Regions from separate parts of the Rattus norvegicus genome. Here region 2 is linked to region 1. The links are chromatin contacts, called in public HiChIP or PLAC-seq maps. All regions are on one chromosome and are shown on one strand. Each heading gives the region's core, a stretch centred on a gene start, on an enhancer-like site or on the middle of the called end of the contact. The rest is flanking DNA. Distances are from core to core; before and after follow the strand shown.

Region 1 (6,942 bases), core at 2,199-4,698:
AAACGACTGCAGGGGGAGAAAGAAAGTAACTCCCTAAAGTGGATCTGGCATTCCTGGCACTCAGTTCTCAAATCTTTTCTCTGCAGTTTGAACACAAAAGCGCTTCCTCCCCTGTTTTGATGTGTTAAGGAGAGGGGGCACGTGCATTTGGTGAAATAAGAATTTGGAAAGCATAGGGTGAGCATTTGTCTTTTGAATGTCCAGCATGTGTCAGACGCAGGTAGACACCCTACAGTTTAATACTCATTTAGGCTTGCTTTTTTAATACGAAGGGGATAATATTTGAGTTTAAGCAATTGTTTCACATTCACTGAATGTTTGTTGATTGATACTGCCTGTCTTTTGTATATTCAGATATCCAGAGCTGATCACTTTACTATCAGAAATTAGGGCAAGTTTGCTCTGTGTCCCTCTGAGAAGCGGATGAGCAGAGCAGTGACGTTATTATCAAATTCTGACATTTGACTGAGGAGATTGTGAATTTTTCCTCTTTAATGTTAGTGATCTGGACTAGTTCTCCCAAACAATGTTACTTGCAGATTTTTAAAATTGAAATAAGGATGTGAACAACAACAATAATCTAAAAGTCCCTTTACTATCTTGACCGAAGTCTCTGAATTAAATCCCAGGGTTCTTTTCAAATTGATGCTTGTATGCTGGTTGTTTGTATAAAATAACATTTGGATGCATCGCTTTATACTTTTTAAGCTGGTGGAAGATATAGAACTTTTTCATATTGTTCTGTAATTTATGTTTTAGCGTATGGTCCTAAAGTCCTGGTTACCTCAGGAAGAAGAAAGTGTTTGTTTACATTAGTTGCTATAGCAACAGTAGTTAGAAACTGTAGTTGGGTGAGGATGAGGAGCAGCACCTAGGCCTTCAGCTCTTCTGCATGGATAGCTCTCTAAGAGTCCGAGAGTGTCTTCAGTGTATTGCTCACTTGTTCACCAACTTACTGTGAGAATACATTGAGAGATATGACTCATTTGTTTGTTTCCCCCATTCTGTTTCTGTTGCCTCAGAAATCAGGCTTGCTCTATTCAGAGAATGCAGAGATGTTACGACCTTTTAGTGTTTCAACAAAAAAGTCGAGGGTATGGAGTCAGAAATACTCTCCCAAAATGTTAAGGGCCGGGTTGCTGCTGTTACTTCTCTGTGCAGACTGATGGAGACCGGTGTTACAGACTTTGCTTTGTCCTCTCTCTCCTTCATGGTTTACTTTTATAAATTGGCCATACCCTTTCCCACTAGGTTGCTAGATTTGGTCCATTCTTCCTCTAGTACATTCTCCTTGTTGCTCTCAGAACTTATTTGAGGTTTGGACTGGTGGTGTTTTTCCTATTTTTCAAAGCTTTGGGATTCAGACATGAAGAGCTAAGACAGTTCTCTGGACATGCTCACAGATTCCACCTAAGATCATAAGCCGTGCTTTTGCCCTTATGGGAAAAAGAGAAAAAAATGCACAGGCTTCTGATACTAAGGGCATCCTGGACATACACCTTGTCCCCTTCCTCTTGGCCTCATTTGCCCTGAAGAATGAATATATTCATCCCTAAAGTTGCTGCTTCAAAGTGACCAGTGAGATGCTAACAGGTCAGCTGGCTGTCCTGTCGGACAGAGGGTTCATAAATCAGAGAAGGGTTGGTATGGTTGAAAGACGAAGGTAGTCCAGCCTGAGGGGAGCGCCCTGTAAATCTCTCCAGGAGCTTTTTTCCTGGTAGGGCTAAGGGTGGGGGTTGGAGTTGGGGTGGCCATGGCTTGGCTGTTATTCATGCCCTGGCCCTCCTGCAGTGGGTGCTAACTTCTTGTGCATGAGAGCTGCCTCCACCCTTCCCAAACATCGGCTGCTTGGAAAAGTCAAGCACGGCTGAGCTCTGATTTTCATTTAATAGTCAAAACCAAGATGCATTTGGACTATGATGATAGGACAGCTCCCTTGAAAAGATTATTTGAACTACAAAGGCATTCATTTAGGGCTAGCGATGTTGCAAAAGGGCCTGCTAGAAATTAGCAGCCTGTCCTGGCATTTGGAGAGCAAGAGTGACAACTTACTGGAAGTTCTCAAGAAATCATTTAGATTTCACACTCCACTAGGCAGCTGATTTGAGATTGTCTGTTAGCATAACAAAGGCTCTGAGCCTGTGAACTTCAGAAACCTTTCGACCTCTTAGCTGCTGGCATGAATAGCCCCCAGTCCTGCCTATAGAGATCTCCCAAAGCTCCCCTGTTCGTGGCTAAATTGTTAATCAGGGTAATTTAATATAGTTTTCAATATGCCTCATCTCTTATTGGGAAAGGTATTCACAGCTTCCCTACCCCTGAAAAAAAAAGTTCTTTTATTCGAGTGTGAGAGGGGCAGCTGCAGACAGACCCCCGGCTCTTACTTCACCCCCCCCCCCCCCATCCCACTCCTTCTTCCCAGCCACGGCGGCATTCTGAGTAGCAACCACATGGAAAGGCCAGAAAGAGAACTGGGTTGACATTCCCTGTGGGTGCACTCCACCCTGAACCTGAAACTCAGGGCTGTTTATGCTGGGAGACAACTAAACAAAAACCTCATGCTCAGTCATAACTAAAACCTTAGAGCGAACACACACACACACACACACACACACACACACACACACACACACACACCCTGTTCTCCACCTCCCTTGCCCCTCCCCCTTCATCCCTCAGCTCAGCTGCTCTCCTGGCCCTGACAAAATGCACCAGACCCCAAGGCCTGCTCATTTTCATTTTGTCTGAGGCAGAGGCAGCCTGCCCACTCCTTTGCACAGCTATACTCGGCCTGTCCCCTGCATCTACTCTCAGTGTAGCTCCCTTGCAGCGTCAATTCACATGCACATTAGTTAGCTGAAGAGCAGGAGCACAAATATATTCATTTTAATCCAGTTAAGACCTAAGAGGTCTCATAGGATATTATTCAATAGTTTGAAAACCAAGTATAAAACTCAGATTTCGCTACAGCGTTTCATCTGAGAGAGGCCTACAGTATGCCTTTCTTTGCTTCCCACCAGTGCATGCTCAAGAAATAAAGTGAATAATAAAACAATTACAAGCAAAGAACCAGCTGCAGGTGGAGGTTCTGTTAAAATATTGTATTGTTGACTCTGTTAATTACCATACTTCTAGTGCCCGTGTGTAAATTCAGAATGAGAATTTTATATATGAGAGGGAAAAAAATATGAAGTCTTTCTTTCTTTCTTTCTTTCTTTCTTTCTTTCTTTCTTTTTTGATTAAAAACAGAACAATATATCTCTTAATCATATAGTTAACCTTCCGTTCCCACATGAGAATTTTAGGCCATTTCTAAACTGTATTTGGGTACCCTGATGCTGTAACTGTAGTTTTCTTTGGGGTTGTCTTTGTGTGTGCTGACGCCTTGTGCCTTGAGGTCTTCTTGCCTGTGTCAGGCTATGGTAGGTGTGTTTTGCCTCTTGGCCTCCTGAAGTTCAGCCAGCATCTAGATCCCAAAGTATTTTCTTTGGTATCTTTCTAGATTAGTGTGGTTCCTGATGCAGTTAGACTTGCTTCACTCACTTGGGATCCTAATCTGCTATCACCAAAGTGCTAGAAAGCAGGGAGACAATTCTCTTTATTGCACCAGGGAAAGATTAGTCAAGTGCCCAAACAGAAAAACACATCAGACCCACTCTCAGGTGCGCAGACCCACTTGACAGCCAAGCTTCTTTCCCAAGCTCCTTTTTCTGGGTATTAAAAAATGACTATAAAAATGAGCTTCTTAACTGATGTAAACATCTTAACAGTGTCCATAGATAACAACATAATTGGACACAGTTAGATTATGAACAATCTCCAACTCTGTATTTTCCTGGGGGTTGGGGGGTCTGACAGTTTTAATTTCAGTGCTATAGAAGTTTTTACATTATAAACATTTTAATCAATAATCTATGCATTGTTCATCTTAATGCTGTGCATTTTATTTTATTCTTTAAGTAATGATTTTCATTTTCTTCTTGATGTCTTAAACTAGAATATTTTAAAATATAAATTGTTAGCTATTACAAACAAGTAGATAGGAATTGCTGATTTCTCTTCTAAAATTCCAAAGACATAAAATCATTCATTCACAAGTTCACAGAAATGTAACTTTCATGAGCTGTTTAGAGAGAAAGAACATACAGTGGCTTTAAACTCAAGAAAGGAAAAAAAAAACCACACAATTGATATTTTTCAGTGCTTTTGCTTAACCCAGCTTTCATTAGCCTTTTCCTCATTAGAATTTATGATCCATGTCCTTCTCTATACTTCCACAGCTCTGACTTCTGTTAAATTTTGTAACAGAGGTTAATGAGTACAAAGGAATAGAAGGCCTGTTTGCTTTCATCTATGATGCTCAATATTTTAAGGTTGTTTGTATTTGCATTTAAATTTTTCTGTAATTTTAAATTATTAAAATTCAGTGAAATTAATTGCATATGAGTTATCTGAAAGAGGGATAGTTTTAAAAAAAGAAATTAAACAGTGTAATTCTGCTGAATTGTAATGTTTTCCTGGGCCTGGGACATCTAATGTCCTCTCCAGCATTGCATAGTTTGGGTTTCATATTTGTGGAAGACGAAGGATTGGGGGGGGGGAGAAGGATGTGTTTTTGGAATGGTGTTTGACAAGGGGAATGAACGCAGACACCAGAACAATTATATTACAATCCCATTGGGAATGCCAGCACCAAATTTAGCCAGACTGATGGGGCACTGTCTAGACGGTCCCTTTTGTGTATCAGCTGCTTTCTCCCTGCTTTATTGCGTTGCCTCAATGTGTGAGTTGAACGTACATATGGATCCCAAGCCTAGCCATTCGTGCTATTAAACCTGCTGTCATTTGGCTAACACTCAAGGGCTATGTGTTCCTATTGCATTCCCTTTACAGTATTTGTAATTAAAATGCAGCTTCCACATTAGTGGCGTAACAAAGGCCATGCAACAATGTAGAAGGCGCCTAGACTGTTTCTTTATATGAAAATATTAACTAGGTAAACATTTTTGTCTTCCCAAACATGTCCGCCTCTTTTCCACTGAAAGGAAAGAAAGCCAGAACAATAAGAAATAAAACAATGAGTGGAATGAGCCAGAGTACATATAAATTACCACCTTTCCTTTTGAAAAGGGCAAAGGAGAAAAAGAATGTGTATTAAATGTTTACAGTGTAATTAACTGCAGTGTGTGTGTGTGTGTGTGTGTGTGTGTGTGTGTGCGAGTGCGTGTGTATAGAAGGTTACCCCCACTTTATTTGGTAAATCAAGTGGAGCCCAGCAATCAGGGATCATATGGAGTCTCATAAATAGATTCCCAAACTCTTCTTAATATACAGTTCCACGCTGCTGTCCTGTTGTTGGGCAGATAGAAAATCTCACTTCTGGGCAACTGTCAGGATTCTGTTTCGTTTGCCAAGCTAATGCAGAGGGGATAAGGCTTCCCACACAAACCAGCCATTGTTCACAGGAGTAGGGATGCGCCCCTAAACAGGGTGCAAACTTCATGGGTGATGGTGCTGAGAATTTGAAATGAACACAAATTAATTATTGCAATTAGAGAGTGAGAAACAGCAGAACTCATTAATGCTAGTGAAATTAGGTATGAGATCACCCCTTTTATTATAAGATTTATTAGCAAATTTTGCCTACAGTTACCAAGAATTGAAAAGCTTGAGAAATTGAAATTGCACAAAATTTAAGTCATTTTAAGTAAAATCGTTGCCCCATATGGGGAACCCAAAGAACTCACTGTTTGAGGAGAGATGAGAGACAAGAGGACGATTCATAACAAAGGTAACTTTAGTTAAGTACAGATGCAGAATTACATGTGCTGAAATTGATTCCGCTTAACAGAAACAAAAGTGGTAGAAGTTTTTCTCTGAAGAGGAGAAACAAAATTAAAGTTAATGATACAAAAATATGTTTAACCCTTACAACTAAGTCATGGGATTTAGATTTAAAAATAGTGATTTTCAAGTATTTTTTTTGCAAGAAGTTAATAACTGTCATCTACTATGGGCAAAAAAGAGTTTATCTTTTGTGAATTAGATGTTGATGAGAGACAGAGAGAGAGAGAGAGAGAGAGAGAGAGAGAGCGCAAAATAAATTCTAATTTTATTAATAAGACACAAAAGGAGAGGAGTGATCTGATTTCTGGTTTTTGGTGGTGGTAGTGGGGTTTGGATATTTTGTTGTTGTTGTTATTGTTGTTGTTGTTTAGTTTTGGCTCAAAACAACACATCACAAATCAACTATTCTGAAGTACACGGTGACATCAGATGGGGGAAATTTCAAGATTGCAAGTGGTGACAGATTGTACAGTTGACAATAAACATGGAGACCTTCAATAGGCACTGGGAGGCTTGGTGTTTGCAGCTTTTCACTCAAACTTCATTTAGATGATAGATGGAAAAAACATTAAGAAAGGCAGAGAGAGAAAGAGAGAGAGAGAGAGAGAGAGAGAGAGAGAGAGAGCGCCAAAACCATTGAAAACTGAAGAATACCAGAGGAAAATGGATGGTGTTTGGCGGTGAGGAATGGGGGTTTGTGTAGAAATACTGAGAGAGAAATTAGCAAGAGCAGAGAGTGAATGCTCGTAAGCATTGTTTTAATCTAAAACAGAAACACTTCCAGGAGAATGGATTTCAATGGAGCTGAGCCAAAAATAATTATAGAGATTTTCTTGTTTTCTTTTGTGAATGAAGAGCATCTCTTTTCTCTGACGATGCAGAGAAGGAACGAGAGCCTAGAGACTGAAGTGGTGCCCCTCTGCCCCCTTCCTTCCACAGGCCACAGTGGCAGACTTCTCTTTCTTTCCCTTTCCAATAGCTACTGGCATGGAATTGTGCAAGAGAGGGGCGAGTGATCGCAGCCCCCAGCCCTCAGCTGGGGTTCCTGTTCTGACAATTGCTTGTTTTCTCTGATAGGGCTGAAGGATTGAAATG
Region 2 (6,942 bases), core at 1,549-4,048, 760 kb before region 1:
TTTCTAGTCTGCCCGTCCACACTTGCAGATGTACTTTTATATGTGGTACATTTCCTGTTTCCCAAGATACATATCAAACATTTCTATCCCTGTACCTCCACACCAGGAACAATTACCACACCCCTTCAGATGTTATCACTATCTGCCTTCACAAATGTCCATTGTAGACGATGTTTTGATCTTTGGATAAGTGCCTTAATTTAAAATAATGGCAAAAGGGTAAATTAGGCCTCCATGCTCAGCAGTGCATGAATGACAAATCTGTTGTAGTTGGGGCATATTTTTGATATTCCTTTAAAAGTCTCATAGCAGATTTACATATGATCAAAAATGGTATTACACATTGGTAAGCTGAAGTGCGTAATTTATTCCACGTACTACTGATATAGCTATATAATCTATACATCTAATTATACTTCTAATGGCTTTACAATGTTGATAGATGTAAAATTATATCAGTTTAAAATTTCAAGGATTTCTGGTTTGGGGGATGAGAGTTGGTTTTTATAATCTACCCTTGAAAAGCTTTTTATCCCTTACATATTATCTGAGAAGAAGATATATTGTTGGAAGTATTTTCACAGCTTTGATTTTTATAAATTTACCAAAACTAGAGATTATACCAAACATCCATTTAAAACATTTAGTAAAACAAGGATCCAATGATGGAATCATAGCTCTTTAAAATGCAAGGGTGAGAGGAATCATTGGGTACCATGGTGGTAAAACTTCCTTCACAGTCAACGTTATCTGTAGTGCCCTCTCTGTGTGGATCTAGTTTGAGAAAATTTCAGTTAATTTGTGGTGTGAACATACGGCATGGTTAATAAGTTATGTCTTCAATTTCTCTTGAAATTGATTCTATCATTTTTTACCTTGGATATAATCCCTAAAGTTCCTATGATTATTATAACACAGTGGGTTGTAACAGATCAATAAAAAATTAGAGACAAAAATCAGAAAACAGGACCCCTATGAATACACAACTGAGCTTCCCCTCTTAGGCTGTTTGTTGGTTTGAGAAACATAAAGCAAGACTGATGGTATAACCCATTTTGCTCCTCACTATTTAACATCAACGATGGGGATGAGCATAAGGTCACTCTGTGCTTGGGAACAGCCTGGGCGAGCTTGTACCTTGCGGAACTGTTATTTGGTTCTATTTGGCTCTTGCAGAAAAATACCTGCTTCAGGAGGGACATCGCTCCATAATGAATCACAACGATTGTAATGGAAACCTTTTTGAAAACATTTCAGAAAAATTCTTAAAAACTCTGACTGAGGATGAAGTGGATTCTCTGATTAGCAAGCCTGGGCTCTTGGTTTGATCTCAGCCCTCTAAAGAAACCCCACTGCCCAAAAAATTTATGTGAATGAATGATTATAAATATTCCACACAATGGAAAACAGAGACACTTCCAAGTGTTTGTGGTAGATGAGAGGTAGTTTTAATGACACAGAGTATTCTGGTTTAATCTTTTGGCCTTCAGAGTTGGATATATTTTGTGATAGGATTTTATACAAAACAGCCAGAGACAAATATATGAAAACATTTTGTAAGCTCTTTTGTATTTAATGGAAGTAAAGTTTAAATTCAACTCTATTTGGTGGAACATTGAAAAGACTTAACTAGACTATACATTTTTTCTCATTTCTCAATTCCTTTTCTGTAACATTAACAGATGATTGTATAAATACACACTTAAAATCTATTTACCAGGCTCTTCCTTGATTCATAAAAATCCATTTTTAAAATATATTTTATTTTGCTTTCTGAAACATGCTGTTTTTCTTGAAAATAGGTCTGGGTTTTTAAGCAAACAATTAGTTGAATATAGTCCATCTAATATTTGAAATTGGGAATGGAAAATTTTTTCACTTCCATGATTTTAAATAGTAAACAATAAATAGCAAAGTCATGACTGCACAGAACTAAGCTCCCAAATTCCTTACACTTCATTTTTCACTATAGCCCACAAGGGAAAATCTAGGAAACTATTAAAGACCCTAAAATGTGGCTAACAGGGACCTAATAATATTTTTAAAACTATTAATAAACATGATGTGCTTCTTCAAAAAAAAAGCTATGCATCACCCCTTTTAAGTTCAGGATGCTATAAATTCCAATCACATTTTTACAGTTAAGATCCTCAGTTGGAAGAAGTGAGGAATAAATCTTTAAAGGAGGCCACAGAAAGCATATGTGCTACAGGAAACACAGCTGACAGTTTGGGATGGCTGAAATACTTATCTTTGGTTTGTGAAACACAAAGGTGATCATTCTTTTTAAAAAAAGATTTCATCCTTGACTTAGGGAAGGAAATCTAACCTTTTGTTGGTAACGCCATTCAATTTTGTCCCTGAAATTTAAATCAATTTATACCCAAATTAAGAAAATTCATTTATCAATATATGAATTCCAGTTTCCAAATTTGTTCACAAAGTTTTTGTCTTCAGAGTACACTACCAAGGCATCTGGGACAAGATGAGTGTCTGCCACACTCAGCTGAGAACACACACACACACACACACACACGCACGCACGCGCACACACACACACACACACACACACACACACACACACACACACACACGCACACGCACCTCTTCCTCAGAAGTCCCTTCAGCTTCCCACTGACGCGGGCCTACTTTTCTTCTCTTGCAGAGACCATTATCTAACAGTGTCTAACCAGGCCACAAACACAGGAAAAGGAAGGATCTGCCTTCCTACTACTTGGTATCCCAACACAGGAGGATTTTCGCCTTTCTGATTTTCATTTTAAGTGAATGGTTTATAAATGTGCTACATGATCCAGGGAAGAAGAAAGAGGAGAAGGATAGGAGGGAAGGACAGGGGAGGGGAGGAAAGGGAAGGAGGAGGAAGAGAGGTGATCAATTGGAACCCAGAACTCTAGCAGAAAACATGGTATGGAGGCCTGTCCTACCTTTAAAGGCCAACTGGAATTAATAACAATTCAACTCCATAAACTTTTTCTATGCTTTCATTTCTTTCCCTTTTTCTCACATGGATTCTTTTCCCCCACATAACCTCATACAAATGTACTCATACAGGGCTATGCTCCAACCTGTTGTGGAAAGCTAATGCGTGTTAGTCTTTAGGAATGACCATTTGAAGCCACACTGGTAATGACATCAAACCCCACCCTCTTTCGCTAGGCTATGGTCTGCATTATATTTGATGAAAATGTCCCATACAGGAAGCTCACATGAAATGAAGTACGCCCTGCTGTGGAACAAAAGAGAAGCCCTTGCCTCAGTTTTATGTACATTGTGTGCACGTGTGCATACATGCATGCCTAGTGTGTATGTGTGTGTGTGGACATGTGTGTGTGTATGCATTCATGCATTCACGCATATGAGTGTAAAGTGTTGCAAATTCAGAAAGCATGATGGGAGAGTGGGATGAAACATAAAGAATGTGTGAAATACAATATGAGCAATTAATTGAGTTGAATAGTTGAAATAGCATAATTTAGATGTTATCAGATGTGCTTCCAATTCTCTCCTCAGTCTTCCAGGTTTCAGCATCGATTGATCACATGAGATATATGCCTCATGCATATAACTTGTGAATATATTCTTATGAGGCAAAATGAAAGAAAAAGAAATCTAACAGCATCATCAAGAATACAATGTCTTAGGTAAAAATAGAAGTCAAGACATCACAAACCTCAACACCCAATTTAATCCTTTAACCACTAGGCCACACTCTTATTGAGAATGGTTAATAGAAACAACATTGCCCTTTTTGTACGGCTGTAGATGCCCTATTGATCTGTATCACATAGCACTTAACACTGGGTGATTTGGCTAGGAAAAGCAATGTTCACTGTTCCATGGAGAATCAGACAACAACGCTCAGCTTTGCTATAGAACCAGGAAAACAGAAGAGGAGATAGGGAAACAAACAACCTCAAAGAATAAACCTCATCTGCATGTTTTTCACTCTACAAGAAAGCAACGGAGTTGAATGCAACTGTATTAAAAGTCAAACTATTTCAGCCTAAGGCAGATGTGGATCACGGGAATGGAAACCTAATAAACCAACAGCTGAAGGCCACATTATCCCCTCCTCCCTCACTCATTTAGAAAATGACATGTTTTTCTTCACAATGTTTTCCCCCTCCTCCCTCTTTAGTGGCAGTAATGCTGAATGCTCTTGACATAATTCTTCGTTCACCCCCGACAGTCATGTTTTTGAATACTATCCCAGCAATAAAACACCTGACCTCCAGTCTTTCAAAGGGCCATTGGCTTGGGTTACCCCAATTAGCTGGACTCATTTGGAAGTATCCAGAGGAGTTGGGCACTTCACTCCTCACTAAAAGCAGCATTATGTGTGAATACATTGTTTTATTCAGGTCAATCTTATTTTTTAGAGGATTTCTTTATTTCCCTATGATTGGAGTGCAAGGAAAAAAACTTACAACGACCTAGAAATAACAAATATTACCACTTAGAAGTCTTATGAGGCTACATTTCTAGTTCATTGAGAGTCAGAGTTGCTTTTCAGTGTTGCTAGATTAGCAAGGAAACGATATAGAATGGTATACACAGAGAACTTACTTTATTTACATATTAGGTAGCTATATGTCTGGGTAACACAGCAAACATGCACATACACATGTGCCTAGGTATGCATCAGTAACATTTCAGTTTCTAGGTCAAAATAGAAATTCTTTTAGAGAAGGAAACATGAACCTCTACATATAAAAGCACTCTTTTCACACGTGTTTACTGACAGGTACTGTGTCCCAGGAATCATTTTTGGTACTGTAAACAAAGGCCAACTGAGGCTCCTAAGACAACTTGGATAATAGATTGTGGATGGCTTCAACATAAATGTAAGAGAAATTAAGTGTGTTCAACAGATTAAATATTTACACCTTAAATGATTCTGAATTAAACTCATCGTTGCATATCTGACATGGCTATCTCCACTCCCCTTTTCTTTACGTTTATATGTTTTAAGTCCCTTCATTTCTCAAGAAGGGGATACTTTTCTTCACAAATCTTTTAGAATTTGTGCTTTGCAATTTTATCATGGTCCATAGTTTTATTCTCTCCTAAAAATGCCAAACCACAAGATTTCTTGATAGATAATGCTGGAAATAAAATATGGATTGCATCCAATTGGATGTGGGCAAATAACACAGGAGTTGAAATGAGTGTCCCTTCAGAAGAATACAAGGTCCCCTTTGACATTTAAGCAGTGACTGCATGTAGGGAAAGAGAAATTGAATTTAGCTGATGCAAATGAAATTAAAACTAAATTGGTTTGTCACATCAAACTGATGTTAACTATGTAAATGTTTTCTGTTTATGAAACTACATTTTAAAGTGTATAAGACTACAGAAATATGAATTTTTTTTACATCATTGAAAATAGAACTTTAAAAGACGGATTGTGAAACCATTTAAAACCATTTCCACTTACCACGTCATGCTATGAATCATGAACTGTTTGCACATGGAGCAACTGTGATAAGCACACATATACATGCATGCACATGTCAATAGGCACGCATGCTCTGCTGGTCAGGCCGGATCCCATTACATCATTGCTTCAAATGCATTCATTCTCTTCAATATTGTTGGCTGTTTCAGGTTAACTACCAAAATCATTTGCCTGAGAAGCGAGATTTAATTGTCTTACAACTACCTCTGTGCGGTACAATAGGGATTACAAGTACCCATTGATTATACTATTGGGCAGAATAAGGGACTCTTATTCTAGCATTTCTCATTCATTTTGTCATTGCATTCTCTTTGAAAGAGACCAAATGGGACCCAGCAGGTGAAAGTAAAGAAACCTGAAAGGCCCCCTTTGAGGAATGACAATGCCACAGCCACCCCGCCCCCCCCACTTTTGGAGATTATAAAACCTTATTAAATCATGCCCTGTTAGATATTGATTGAGAGGGGGCTAAACCAAACCCAACAATAGCAGCATGGATCAGAGAACACTGCTCTCATCAATGGGCACTAAACACAGCTAAGCTTTCCAATCCTTTTTTTTGGGGGGGTGCATTTTTTTACTATTTACTTTTGTTTAAACCATTATCCCAGAAAGTCATACAATTATAGTTGCTTTGTTAGTCAAGAATAGATCTTAGCTGTCTAGCACTTCATCTTTTTGAATGTAGCAGTGTATTGCACAAACAATATTGTACTTGGTTAAGATTCAGTATTATGATGATTATTTGGGGGGTGCAATTCTAGGTAATTATCATAATTATTCTTGACTCTGGGACCCCTTTGATGACAAGACTGCTTTAAAGTAAACCACTTGGACATAACAACCCAAGATATTTGAAAAGCGATTGCTGCCAGAAGCAGAGTTGAAAACTCACCCATATTTTAAGGCTATCGTGATTATCAGGCTGTTTGCGTTCCTAGGCTGTCTTCTCTGCCATCTGTGAGCACCACAGCAAACAACCCCTTGATGACAATCACTTCAGTAGAACCAGAATATGTCTGCTTTAGAGGAGACTTCTGTAATAAGACTCAGTGCTAATTAACTGTCAGCCTTTAAAAAAATAATAAGCCAGCAGACTGCATTTTAGAAAAACACTCTACCAAAAAATTTTCAAACAAGAATTAAACTTCTATGCCAGGCTATAACTTCTGCTCCTTGTCGACAGGCCTTACCCAGACTAAAACTGTTTACTTTAAATAGGCTGCATCTGATAAAGGCTTTCATTTTTCTTGACTGCAGGTAAGAACATTGGCTCTGGGTAGCTATTTGATTCAATAATTTTATAATCCTTCCTAAGGAAAAAAGGAAGATGAGAGACAGAGGGAAAGGAAAGAAAAGAAAGGAAAGGAGAAAAAATATTCAGGTGACAAAAAACACCCTTTTGTTTAAGAAATTGTCGTTACATGACTACAAAAAGAAAAGAAAGAAAGAAAGAAAGAAAG

What was found. HiChIP or PLAC-seq counts read pairs in DNA pulled down with a chosen protein or histone mark.
Region 2: a contact with region 1 is called in an H3K27ac HiChIP or PLAC-seq map of oligodendrocytes, with 2.8 times the contacts expected there. The contact joins two enhancer-like sites. A contact is called at or near these places in 2 of 12 Hi-C or Micro-C datasets (frontal cortex and prefrontal cortex) and 1 of 1 datasets of contacts at active chromatin or transcription factors (oligodendrocytes).

Annotation. Positions count from the first base shown.
Region 1 is chr2:16,278,252-16,285,193 of GRCr8, reverse strand. The region is part of intron 1 of LOC108349917 (a long non-coding RNA gene); the gene reads left to right. Among named protein-coding and RNA genes, the nearest start is that of Tmem161b, 170 kb to the left of the region's middle. Within about 2 kb of position 3,448, at least 28 of the 93 cell types and tissues checked have an H3K27ac peak or open chromatin away from gene starts, as enhancers often do.
Region 2 is chr2:17,039,562-17,046,503 of GRCr8, reverse strand. LOC120100662 (a long non-coding RNA gene) reads right to left here and starts at 6,670. Exons shown (of 5, transcript XR_005500489.2): 1 at 6,375-6,670; 2 at 5,459-5,650. Within about 2 kb of position 2,798, at least 12 of the 93 cell types and tissues checked have an H3K27ac peak or open chromatin away from gene starts, as enhancers often do.